Regions from separate parts of the Xenopus laevis genome. Here region 2 is linked to region 1. The links are chromatin contacts, called in public Hi-C maps. All regions are on one chromosome and are shown on one strand. The core of a region is the stretch at or near the end of the contact, and the rest is flanking DNA. Distances in the headings are between cores, read along the strand shown. Region 1 overlaps fgr.S (tyrosine-protein kinase Yes). Region 2 holds the start of gngt2.1.S (guanine nucleotide-binding protein G(I)/G(S)/G(O) subunit gamma-T2).

Region 1 (5,370 bases), core at 903-3,402:
TAAAATGTTTTCATATAGAAAGTAAAATTTTTCTGGGTCTCTTCTGTAGGGGCGTTTCTGGGATTTTCACCACATGAGGCAGCCAATACCTTCATGCCCGGAATTTACCTTTCCAAGTGTAATTACACTCTCTGCACTAGAAGAGCCAAAATCCGAATTTCAGTACTTTAAGTTACCCCTGGTAACCTGTGGGTTGCTGATGCCTGGGAACAGTTTCTCAACTCGCTTAGAATTATCGAAATAGCATAGCTGCCAATATTTGAAAGTAATTTCATGGCACTGTGGTACATTACTTTTGGGCCATTAAGACCACGTGAGAACTGGACTTAGAACTGGAGTTAGTATAATGTTCCACACCTCCCATATTTAGAAAACATAGTAGTGAAGAAAGAGCAGCACACATGAAAAAGCATAAAAGTATGTGTTCTGTGTCACAGTCTGTAGCTAAAATGAGGGTTAAACATGCTCACTATTAAGTGATGAATTTAATGCCCTGCACAATATTGGGTACAATATCCAGTACAGGTTTTGTTTAACTATTACACACAGAGTAACATCGGTTCTGGTCCCTGGAGTATCTGCACAGAATCACTGACTAATAGTTTCTCTTTATAACCACTGTTCACACAGGAAAAAAATACAAATTAATTTAATTTTTAATTCTGATAATTTCAGTATTTGAATCATTTACATTTCTGTTTCAAGGAGAACTCCCCCCCCCCCTAAACTTGCAGGCATTGAAAGGACGGTGATTAGACCAGCAGCAAACATTGCCCCTTTTATTACATTTGCCTGATAATGTCTACATTCATAGTTCTGACAAAAGCTTAATGTGCTTTGCAAGGCAGCAGCACACTCAAGTGGTATTACTCTATATTGCAATGTTTTTGTTGTTAAGGGAACGTTAGAAAGATTTCAAATATATCATCAGTATCCTTGTATTTCTATCAGTATGTCTTCCCCTGATTCTATTGCATTCTTTCTCCATCAGTTTTTTTACTAATCTTTCTGACCACAGTTCAGCTCAGTAAAATGGTTAATTTATTTCTGGACAATACCAGTGTGCCACAAAATTTTCTTTTAGGGGTTTAGACAGGAGTGAATTTTCTGTACATAGCACACAGTAGTTGTTGGCAGAAAGGAAAATGCAGTGTACCCACACGTTCACCCCTTGCTTGTGCAGGTAACACAGCAGTAGGAATAAAGGGGATACTAGCCACTATGAGAAGGCGTAGTAGCAGCGATGTAACTATGATATAGGGTCATGGAGGGGAGAGTTTGTGCACCTAAAGATGCGACCTAGTCCCTCCTGAAGATTATTTTATACATGGAAGGCTGGTGTCAAGATGAAGTCTACTCAATGCATGAGTCTTTAGGTGCAGGGTTCCCCAGCATCATTGGACACACTTTTGCAAAAGGAAGAAGGATAAATACAGTGGTAGCAAGTGTAAATATGTGGGGTTCAAAATGAAGTCTGTGCATGATTCTTTAGATGCTAGTACACGGTGTGGCATACAAATAAAAGCATATACGTATATGTTCAAAGTCACAACCTATGGTTGAAATAAATGGGATAAATCATACATCATCCAGGAAATTCGACGGTTGATTGAATCTTCCACACAGTGCCCAGTACACCTTTGTTCATTCTAAAACTAGCAGAACATGGCACCAGAGTATAGTGGTGGCAAGCCGCCCTAGGTCTGGGCCTTTTCAGCCTTGGCATAAATCCAGATACACTTGTGCACAAATTGGAACAAGAGGCAGGACGGATTTATCATAACCAGGTGCAACTATGTGGGAGTACAAGGACCAGCTTTAGATACAAGTACCGTCAATTCGCACAATGACTGCTGCCTATTTTGAACTACTGCATCTCCCAGTACCCAACCATTTTCAGCTGATTGTAATTTAACAACAGTTACAATGTCACAGATTGGTCCTACTGTGTAAGTACGGGGCCTGAGATGTCTGTTTTTCCCAGAGTACCTGCCGCCAATAAAGACAGTTCTAATGGCAGCTCATGTTATCATACCCTTTGAGTCCTAAAGCAGATAGATATAGCTCTTTACTCTCTCATCTACTTTTTTGTCGTTTCAGAGTTCAATGATGGGTTGTGTCACCTGCTTACAAGTCCATGTGTCAACCAGAAACCCCAAACACTGGGGCTTTCAAAAGATGCCTGGGAAATATCTCGAGATTCCGTCAATCTGGTTAAGAAACTGGGACAAGGCTGCTTTGGAGATGTTTGGAAGGGTAAGAGTCTAACACAATGTCACAGTCCTGTGTATATTCTATTCTGGACACATCAGTTGTTTACAAACATAGTTACATAGTTACATAGTTAAATCGGGTTAAAAAAAGACAAAGTCCATCAAGTTCAACCCCTCCAAATGAAAACCCAGCATCCATACACACTCCTCCCTACTTTCACATAAATTATATATACCCATATCTATACTAACTATAGAGCTTAGTATCACAATAGCCTTTGATATTATGTCTGTCCAAAAAATCATCCAAGCCATTCTTATAGTCATTAACTGAATCAGCCATCACAACATCACCCGGCAGTGCATTCCACAACCTCACTGTCCTGACTGTGAAGAACTCCCTATGTTGCTTCAAATGAAAGTTCTTTTCTTCTAGTCTAAAGGGGTGGCCTCTGGTACGTTGATCCACTTTATGGGTAAAAAGGTCCCCTGCTATTTGTCTATAATGTCCTCTAATGTACTTGTAAAGTGTAATCATGTCCGCTCGCAAGCGCCTTTTTTCCAGAGAAAACAACCCCAACCGTCTACCCTCATAATTGAAGTCTTCCATCCCTCTAACCAATTTAGTTGCAAGTCTCTGCACTCTCTCCAGCTCATTTATATCCCTCTTAAGGACTGGAGTCCAAAACTGCACTGCATACTCCAGATGAGGCCTTACCAGGGACCTATAAAGAGGCATAATTATGTTTTCATCCCTTGAGTTAATGCCCTTTTTTATGCAAGACAGAACTTTATTTGCCACAGTATGACATTGCCCAGAATTAGACAACTTGTTATCTACAAAAATCTCTAGATCCTTCTCATTTAAGGAAACTCCCAACACACTGCCATTTAGTGTATAACTTGCATTTATATTATTTTTGCCAAAGTGCATAACCTTGCGTTTATCAACATTGAACCTTATTTTCCAGTTTTCTGCCCAGTTTCCCAACTTAGACAAATCACTCTGCAAAGTGGCAGCATCCTGCATGGAACCTATAGTTCTGCACAATTTAGTATCATCTGCAAAAATAGAAACAGTACTTTCAATGTCCACCTCCAGGTCATTAATTAAGTTGAAAAGCAAGGGATCTAGTACAGAGCCCTGCGGTACTCCACTAACAACACTGGTCCAATTAGAAAATGTTCCATTTACCACCACTCTTTGTAGTCTATCTTTTAGCCAGTTCTCTATCCAGGTACAAATACTATGTTCCAGGCCAACATTCCTTAATTTAACCAGTAACCTTTTGTGTGGCACTGTATCAAATGCTTCAGCAAAGTCTAAGTTAATCATATCCACTGCCATCCTAGAATAGAGGTCCCTGCTTACCTTCTCATAAAAAGAAATTAAGTTAGTCTGGCAAGATCTATTAAAGGAACAGTAACACCAAAAACTGGAAGTGTTTTAAAGTAATGAAAATATCATGTAGTGTTGCCCTGCACTGGTAAAACTGATGTGTTTGCTTCAGAAACACAACTATAGTTCAAATAAACAAGCTGCTGTGTAGCATTGGTGGAAATTGAAAAACGGCTATATGGCACAGAATAGTTAATGGATAACAGATAGCATTATGTTCTACAGAGCTTATCTGCTATCTGCTGTGTAACTTGAGCCTTTTCCCCTTTGAATGGCTGCTCCCATTGCTACACAGCAGCTCATTTATATAAACAATAGTTGTGTTTCTGAAGCAAACACAGTAGTTTTACTAGTGCAGGGCAACACTGCATTATATTTTTATTACTTTAAAACAATTTAATTTTTTGATGTTACTGGTCCTTTAAGCATAAAACCATGCCGGCACACACTCATAATATTATGATTTGCTATAAAGTCCAGTATCTTATCCTTTATTAACCCTTCAAAAACCTTTCCTACCACTGATGTCAGACTAACTGGCCTATAGTTTTGAGGCTGAGAACGGGGTCCTTTTTTGAATAGAGGCACCGCATTAGCAATTTGCCAGTCTCTCGGCACTAAGCCAGATCTCAATGAATCCTGAAAAATTAAGTAAAGAGGTTTGGCAATCACAGAGCTAAGCTTGCTAAGTACCCTGGGATGAATACCATCTGGCCCGGGACCTTTGTTAATCTTAACATTTTCTAGTCTCTTTTGAATTTCCTCATGTGTGAACCATGCATCATTAGTTGTATTACTAGAATTGGGACTATTAAGAAGGAAACCTTCATTAACTGGTTCCTCATTTGTGTAGACTAAAAATAAGAGTTTTATTTTGTTTTCATCAACCAGCTGACCCCCTCTGATACTAAAGGTCACACCCCTTCCTGCTTCATTTTTTTACTATTAAAAAATAATAAACTTTTTACTGCTTGCTGCAATATCCTTTTCTATATCAATTTTAGCTTGCCTTATAGCTTCTTTGCATGATTTATTGGCCTCCTTGTACCTTATAAATGATTCGGCTGTCCCAGCTAACTTGAAAGCCTTAAAAGCACATCTTTTCTTACCCACCTCAACACCAACACTTCTATTGAACCAAAAAGGTTTTGCTTTGCAACGACGTTCCTTGCTTACAAGGGGAATATACTGACAAGTATATTTATGAAGCAGCATTTTAAAGACTTCCCATTTTTGTTCTGTGTTTAACCCTGTGAAAAGCATTTCCCACTTAATATGTTGCAGAGATGCCCTTATCCTGTCAAAGTTTGCACGTCTGAAATTTTGTGTTTTAGTTACTCCCTTATAGAATTGCTTCTGCAACAGAATCTCACAGGAGACCATGTTATGATCACTATTCCCTAAATGCTCACCCACACAAATGTTAGAGATAAGTTCAGTATTATTTATGACAAGGTCCAAAAGAGAGTTATTCCTAGTAGGTTCTTGAACGAGCTGGAATAAAAAGTTGTCATTCAGCATATTTACAAACCTACTAGCTTTTTCTGTCTTGGCAACCCCATTACCCCAGTCAATGTCTGGACAATTGAAGTCTCCCATAGCAACAACTTGACCCAGCTGTGAAGCCGCTTGTATTTGCAAGAGTAGATGGGCTTCATACTCGACACTTATACGAGGTGGTTTATAGCATACACCAATGATAATTCTTTTTGTAACCTTTTGCCCAGTCAAATCTCTACCCAAAGGGATTCTACACTC
Region 2 (5,370 bases), core at 1,241-3,740, 160 kb before region 1:
CCTGTAAGGATTCATTACTGTATATCTTAGTTGGTATCGAGTACAAGGTTCTGTTTATTATTCCACAGAAAAATACTATTCTAAAAGTCCCATAGGAATGAATAGAACATGGGTGAGTTTTTCTCTGGTTAAAACTCACATTTTGATAAATCTGGCCCTTAGAATTTATTTGGAATCCTGCATTGACTTTGCTGACTGCTGATATACTTTCTGATTGCAAATATATTTGTCCTGCTGCTTCCACAAAGTCTTATCCATCCAGCCTTTGGGCAAATTCACTAACCTCCGAAAATTTGCCAGCGACGGCTTTGCTCACAGCGCAACACTTCGGCAGGCGTAGATTTGGCAGGACAACGCTAATTCACTAAAATCTTAAGTTGCGTCCAGGGCGCCAAACGATGGCAAAGTTGCACTAGCGTTACTGTGCCAAGCGCAGCGAAGTTGCACTAGCGTTGCCTAATTTGCATGCGGCGGGAAGCTAAAGTTCAATGGACATATATGTTGCAGCAAATACATTACACTACACAAGCCCGGGACACATTAATAAAATAAATTTATATTGGCCTACACATGATCCCAGTGTAAAGTTTATGTGCCATTTGTTAGGAAATGTAGGGGGGAAGCAGGTTACCCCCAAATATATGCTCTTTTTCAGCCTATCACCCTGAAAAAGGAAAAGACGGTAGTGTTTTTTGGGACTTATTCAACTATTTTTTAGGAAGTCCTATCTACTCTATTGCACTTCGCCTGGTCTGAGGTGGTGAAGGCAAGTCTGGCGCAAGAGGTAACGTTCAGTAAAATCCGCATCTTAGTGAATTTGCGTAGTTACGTCCATTCACCAGAGCGTAAATTCACCAGGCGTTAGGGAGCAAAGTATCAATAGAGTATATCTCCTTCGCTAGCGAAGTTACGCCAGCGACCGCTAAGAATCGGCAAAGTACCGAAATGACGTCACACTGGTGAATTTTCGCCACGCTAGTCACTTCGCCCTGTAGTAAATTTGCCCCATTGTATTAAGCAAGCAGGTAAGACATAACTCGAATATACACATACACAGACTGATAAAAATCTTCTTTCATACGCTATTTTAATCACAGATATCCAGTTAGATGTGATCTCCCATTTTACATTTTTTCCAGGGGACCAGAAAAAACAGTGTAAAATTCTGGAAAATGTAAAATCAGGGAAATGTATTATGCATTATATATTGATGGGATGACAAAAAATGGTGTAAAAATCAGGGTATGTAAAATTGAGGTTTCACTGTACAGTGTATCTGCCTTTTTGCTGCCCAATTATTGAGTGACACCATATTCAGCAGTGCTGTACAAGAGATTATTTACTTATACAGGAAGAAATGAGGGTGGGAATGCCTAATGTTTTCGACCCCCAAATTATATATTATACCTTTAGTTCTTTAATGTTTAATGTGTCAATGCTTTCATATCTCTGTAATGTAATGGAAATGATTAGTAATAATAATGACAGGGACATTTAATGTATTTTATAAATGTTAAGTAAATTACAGCCTAATTCATTTTAGTGATCTGGTTTATTCATAAAGTGTTGGACTGAGCCCCCCCCCCCAGTCATTGGTTTTATTTCTTAGTGTCATGCCGGCCCATTTTGACCCTGTATTCATATAATTAGGCATACATTTATTATTCATATTTGAAAATTGGCCACTTATTGGCCAGGCAGGTATCATACATCAACCAATAATAATGAGATTATATGCAGCAAAACAGGATTGATATGCACATAAGCAGTGTAGGGAGATCAAGGTTGCTCTAGGTTGCCTTCATAGAGCAGTGGTATAAAACATTTTGACAAAGATGCATTCCTAAGTCTTCACACTTATAATAAATATATTGTTATTGCCATATACTGTAGGAATGTGCATATAATAGCATTGGCATAACCATTATAATGCTTCATTTTCCCCATTCTAAATGAAATCCCTTTATAGGTAACACAACAGAGAGTGAAAGGAACACTATATAATGAACTAGTAGGGGATATTGGTAGACATGTGGTCAATTCTCTATAACTGGTATAGTAGATTAAAGTCTAATTACCATTATCCTTTCAGTTTTGACCTCTTTTCTGAGCTGTTCCACTTCCATCTTTAGCAGATCTTTCTCTGTCATGTCTTGAGCCATTTATATGAAGTACTGCAGCAGGAACCAAGATACAGTAAATAGTTTATAGCTGATGTAAATGGTTTTTAAGAGCTCTTGCGGTGAAATGTAGGGACAGCTGAGAGAAAAGTAAGGTCTTCCTTATAATGCAGTGAGAACTCTGGAAATTTAGGTCCACGGGGATAAGGCTGGTGTAAACTGAGAATCCTTTGAAGCAGTTTTCATGTATTACGAGAGTGGAACTAAATAAAAGATGCCTGTGACATGGGTGTTATTGGTAGTTAGTTAGCTGGAGATACTCAGCTTGCTGTAAAATCTGAACCGTTCTACTTTGTTCCACTCAATATAAAACTACAGACAGAAGACATTTTGCTAATCCTAATCCGATAAACGGCTTTAATGTCTAACCTGATTATAGCACAGAAAGAAGGTAGTGTTTATATTTAGTTGAGGCACACAACAGTATATTTGCTGAAATTATGATTCAAAAGTTTACTTGTCTGTTTGCAAAGCAACTGTTGGAACTTGTATTATATATAGAGAAGGCTATTGGAGACATCACTGTGCATCAATAAACCATTTTCTTTCTTGAGTTTAAGGTTTATTTAGCATCCAAATCCAAAATGTACTTCTTTTCAATAATACCAACTTTTTCATTTACCCTTTCTGTTTTGTTTTGCTTTAGCAGATTATAGCAACCAAACCAGAAAATAAATAGGGCAAAATACAGTATTCAAGCTTACCTTCAGGCACAAGATTCCTATAGAAGTCAGAGGAAGAGCCCACTGCTAATAGGGAAACATAAGAAATCCCAACTGGAGTGCACCAAAACATATGTGAATAAACCAAGAGAGAATGCTATTTAGACAGGTGGGGTGCAATTGTTCAAGTGGTTGTTCACCGTCCAAACACTTTTTTTCAGCTTAGTTGTTTTCAGATTGTTCATCAGAAATACTTCTTTTTTTTTTTCCATTTGTTGGCGTTTTTTTTTTTTTTTTTTAACAGTTTCTGTCTGGCAGCTCAGTAATCTATAAACAGACGATACAGAATTGTTACAATTTGCTCCATTAGTTGACGCCTTTCTCAACAGCATCTATTTTAGAAAGACATAAGAAAAAAAAAGTGAAACTTTAAGGGGCAGATTTATCAAGGGTCGAATTTCGAAGTGTAAAATACTTCAAAATTCGACCATCGAATTGAAATACTTTGATTATCAAAGTCAAAGTATTTTTCACCGAATTTGGCCATCGAACAATCAAGTAAAATTGTTCGATTGTACGATTAAATCGTTCGAATCAAACGATTCAAACGATTTTAATGTACGATCGAACAATTTTACTTTGCTGTGTGAAGACTTAGAAAAATGGTCTAGAAGGTCCCCATAGGCTAACATAGCACTTCGGCAGGTTTAATTTGGCGAAGTATTGATGTCTAAGTTTTTTTAAAGAGACAGCACTTCTATTATCGAATGGTCGGATATTCAAACGATTTTTACTTCAAATCGAAGTAAATTCAAAGTTATAGTATCCTATTCGATGGTCGAAGTATCCAAAAAATTACTGCGAATTTTTTTTACTTGAAAATTCCCTCGAATTCACTTCAACCCTTGATAAATCTGCCCTTAAACTTCATTATTAGAAAAATGGTTACAAATAGAAGCATTTTAAAAGGTTTTTTGGTGAACTATCAGAACATCTGAACTGAAAAAATTGTTTTGGAAGGTGAACAACCCCTTTAGGGTGGGGGCACACTGGGCGATTCGGGGAGATTTAGTTGCCTGGCGACTAATCGCATCGTCTTTGCAGCGATCAATCTCCCAAACGCTTTCCTTCTGTCCTATGCCGGCTCTAATGAAAAGTCTCGGGGGTGGACCCCTTTGTCATACAGATTAGCATGCTCCCACAAAATCCTTATACCCTTGTTAATTAGCCAATTAGTGACAATCCATGTGCAAAATTCAAAATATTAAAAAAATTGAAATCATATATTTCTCATTTTTCTATTATTCTATTATTCTTCTATTAGTCCCTTGCTTTGTATAGTCCATATAAAAAAATCAATTAGCAAAAAAAGAGTGAAAAAGACATAAAAAATCACGTGAATTCCATACTCATACACAATATATAATATCAAATATAGCAATGTCCAATCACTTTCTGGAGACCATTCGGTTAATGTTCATATGTTAATTAGATCCTAAAATCAGTGTATAAATTAGTGAATAAGTTAATACATAAACAAAACCAAATGGCTTTACCAAACACTTAATACTAAATAGTGTTCAAAAATGATTGTTGAAGTTCTGTCGTGGGTAAGGGTACTATGTTTGATAGGATTTGGGTTGTCCTGCTGGCACTACATACATGCAGCGTGCAAACAATATTCTATGCACACAGCTCTGGTTAAAGTTCATTAGGATAATTCAGGCGTTTATCACATCATTGTGTACCTAGCTAACTGGGCTGAAATCAGGCATAAGTCAATCAGGTTCAACATTTGCTAGATCTCTTCTAAGCTGGTTAAAGACAAATAAGCAACCCAGTGAGGCTTCTCTAATTTTATCTCCAAATGAGGGGGGTCTGTCCTTACTGGCAGTCTGCTCACATTTTCACATCATCAAATTGTTTGTACTAAGGGTAATGGGTTTAACTTAATTGTAGTTCCATTCTGTTAACAACCACCAGCATGAACCCAATATTCACCAGCCCTATCTGTTCCTTGCAATATTTCTCACATTTGTACAAGAATGTACTAAGTTATTAAAGGGACAACATGCTTACTGGTTCTGATTCTGAAAACAACAGATGTTGCTTATGGCTTTTCTGGCTATAGCAAAGTTATGTCTGTTCAAAAGTTGCTGCTTACTAATATCAAACAAGCTTTGTACCATTTAAAAAAAATGGGCATCTTGTATTTTATTAAAGGAGAAGGAAAGGTTAAAACTAAGTAAGCCTTATCAGAAAGGTCCATCTAAATATACCAGTAAACCCCCAAAGTAGTGCTGCTCTGAGTCCCCTGTCAAAAGAAACACTGCATTTCTTTCCTTCTATTGTGTACACATGGGCTTCTGTATCAGACTTCCTGCCTTCAGCTTAAACCTCATTGCCCTGGGCAAGAGCATGCTCAGTTTGCTCCTCTTCCCCACCCCCCTCCCCTTTCTACTGTAATCTGAGCCCAGAGCAGGGAGAGAGACTCAGGCAGGAAGTGATGTCACACCATGTTAATACTG

Evidence for each region. Hi-C and Micro-C count contacts between places; a contact is called where the count stands out from the background.
Region 2: a Hi-C map of the XTC cell line shows a contact between it and region 1, with 4 times the contacts expected there. The contact joins the promoter of gngt2.1.S here to the enhancer-like site in region 1. A contact is called at or near these places in 2 of 4 Hi-C or Micro-C datasets (the XL177 cell line and the XTC cell line).

What each region holds. Positions count from the first base shown.
Region 1 is chr2S:68,195,418-68,200,787 of Xenopus_laevis_v10.1, reverse strand. fgr.S (tyrosine-protein kinase Yes) reads left to right here. Exons shown (of 14, transcript XM_041583923.1): 9 at 2,101-2,256. Among protein-coding and RNA genes, the nearest start is that of fgr.S, 28 kb to the left of the region's middle. Within about 2 kb of position 2,152, at least 1 of the 7 cell types and tissues checked has an H3K27ac peak or open chromatin away from gene starts, as enhancers often do.
Region 2 is chr2S:68,356,353-68,361,722 of Xenopus_laevis_v10.1, reverse strand. It overlaps gngt2.1.S (guanine nucleotide-binding protein G(I)/G(S)/G(O) subunit gamma-T2), which reads right to left and starts at 2,490. Exons shown (of 3, transcript XM_041583926.1): 1 at 2,249-2,490; 2 at 2,079-2,210. The coding sequence starts at 2,162.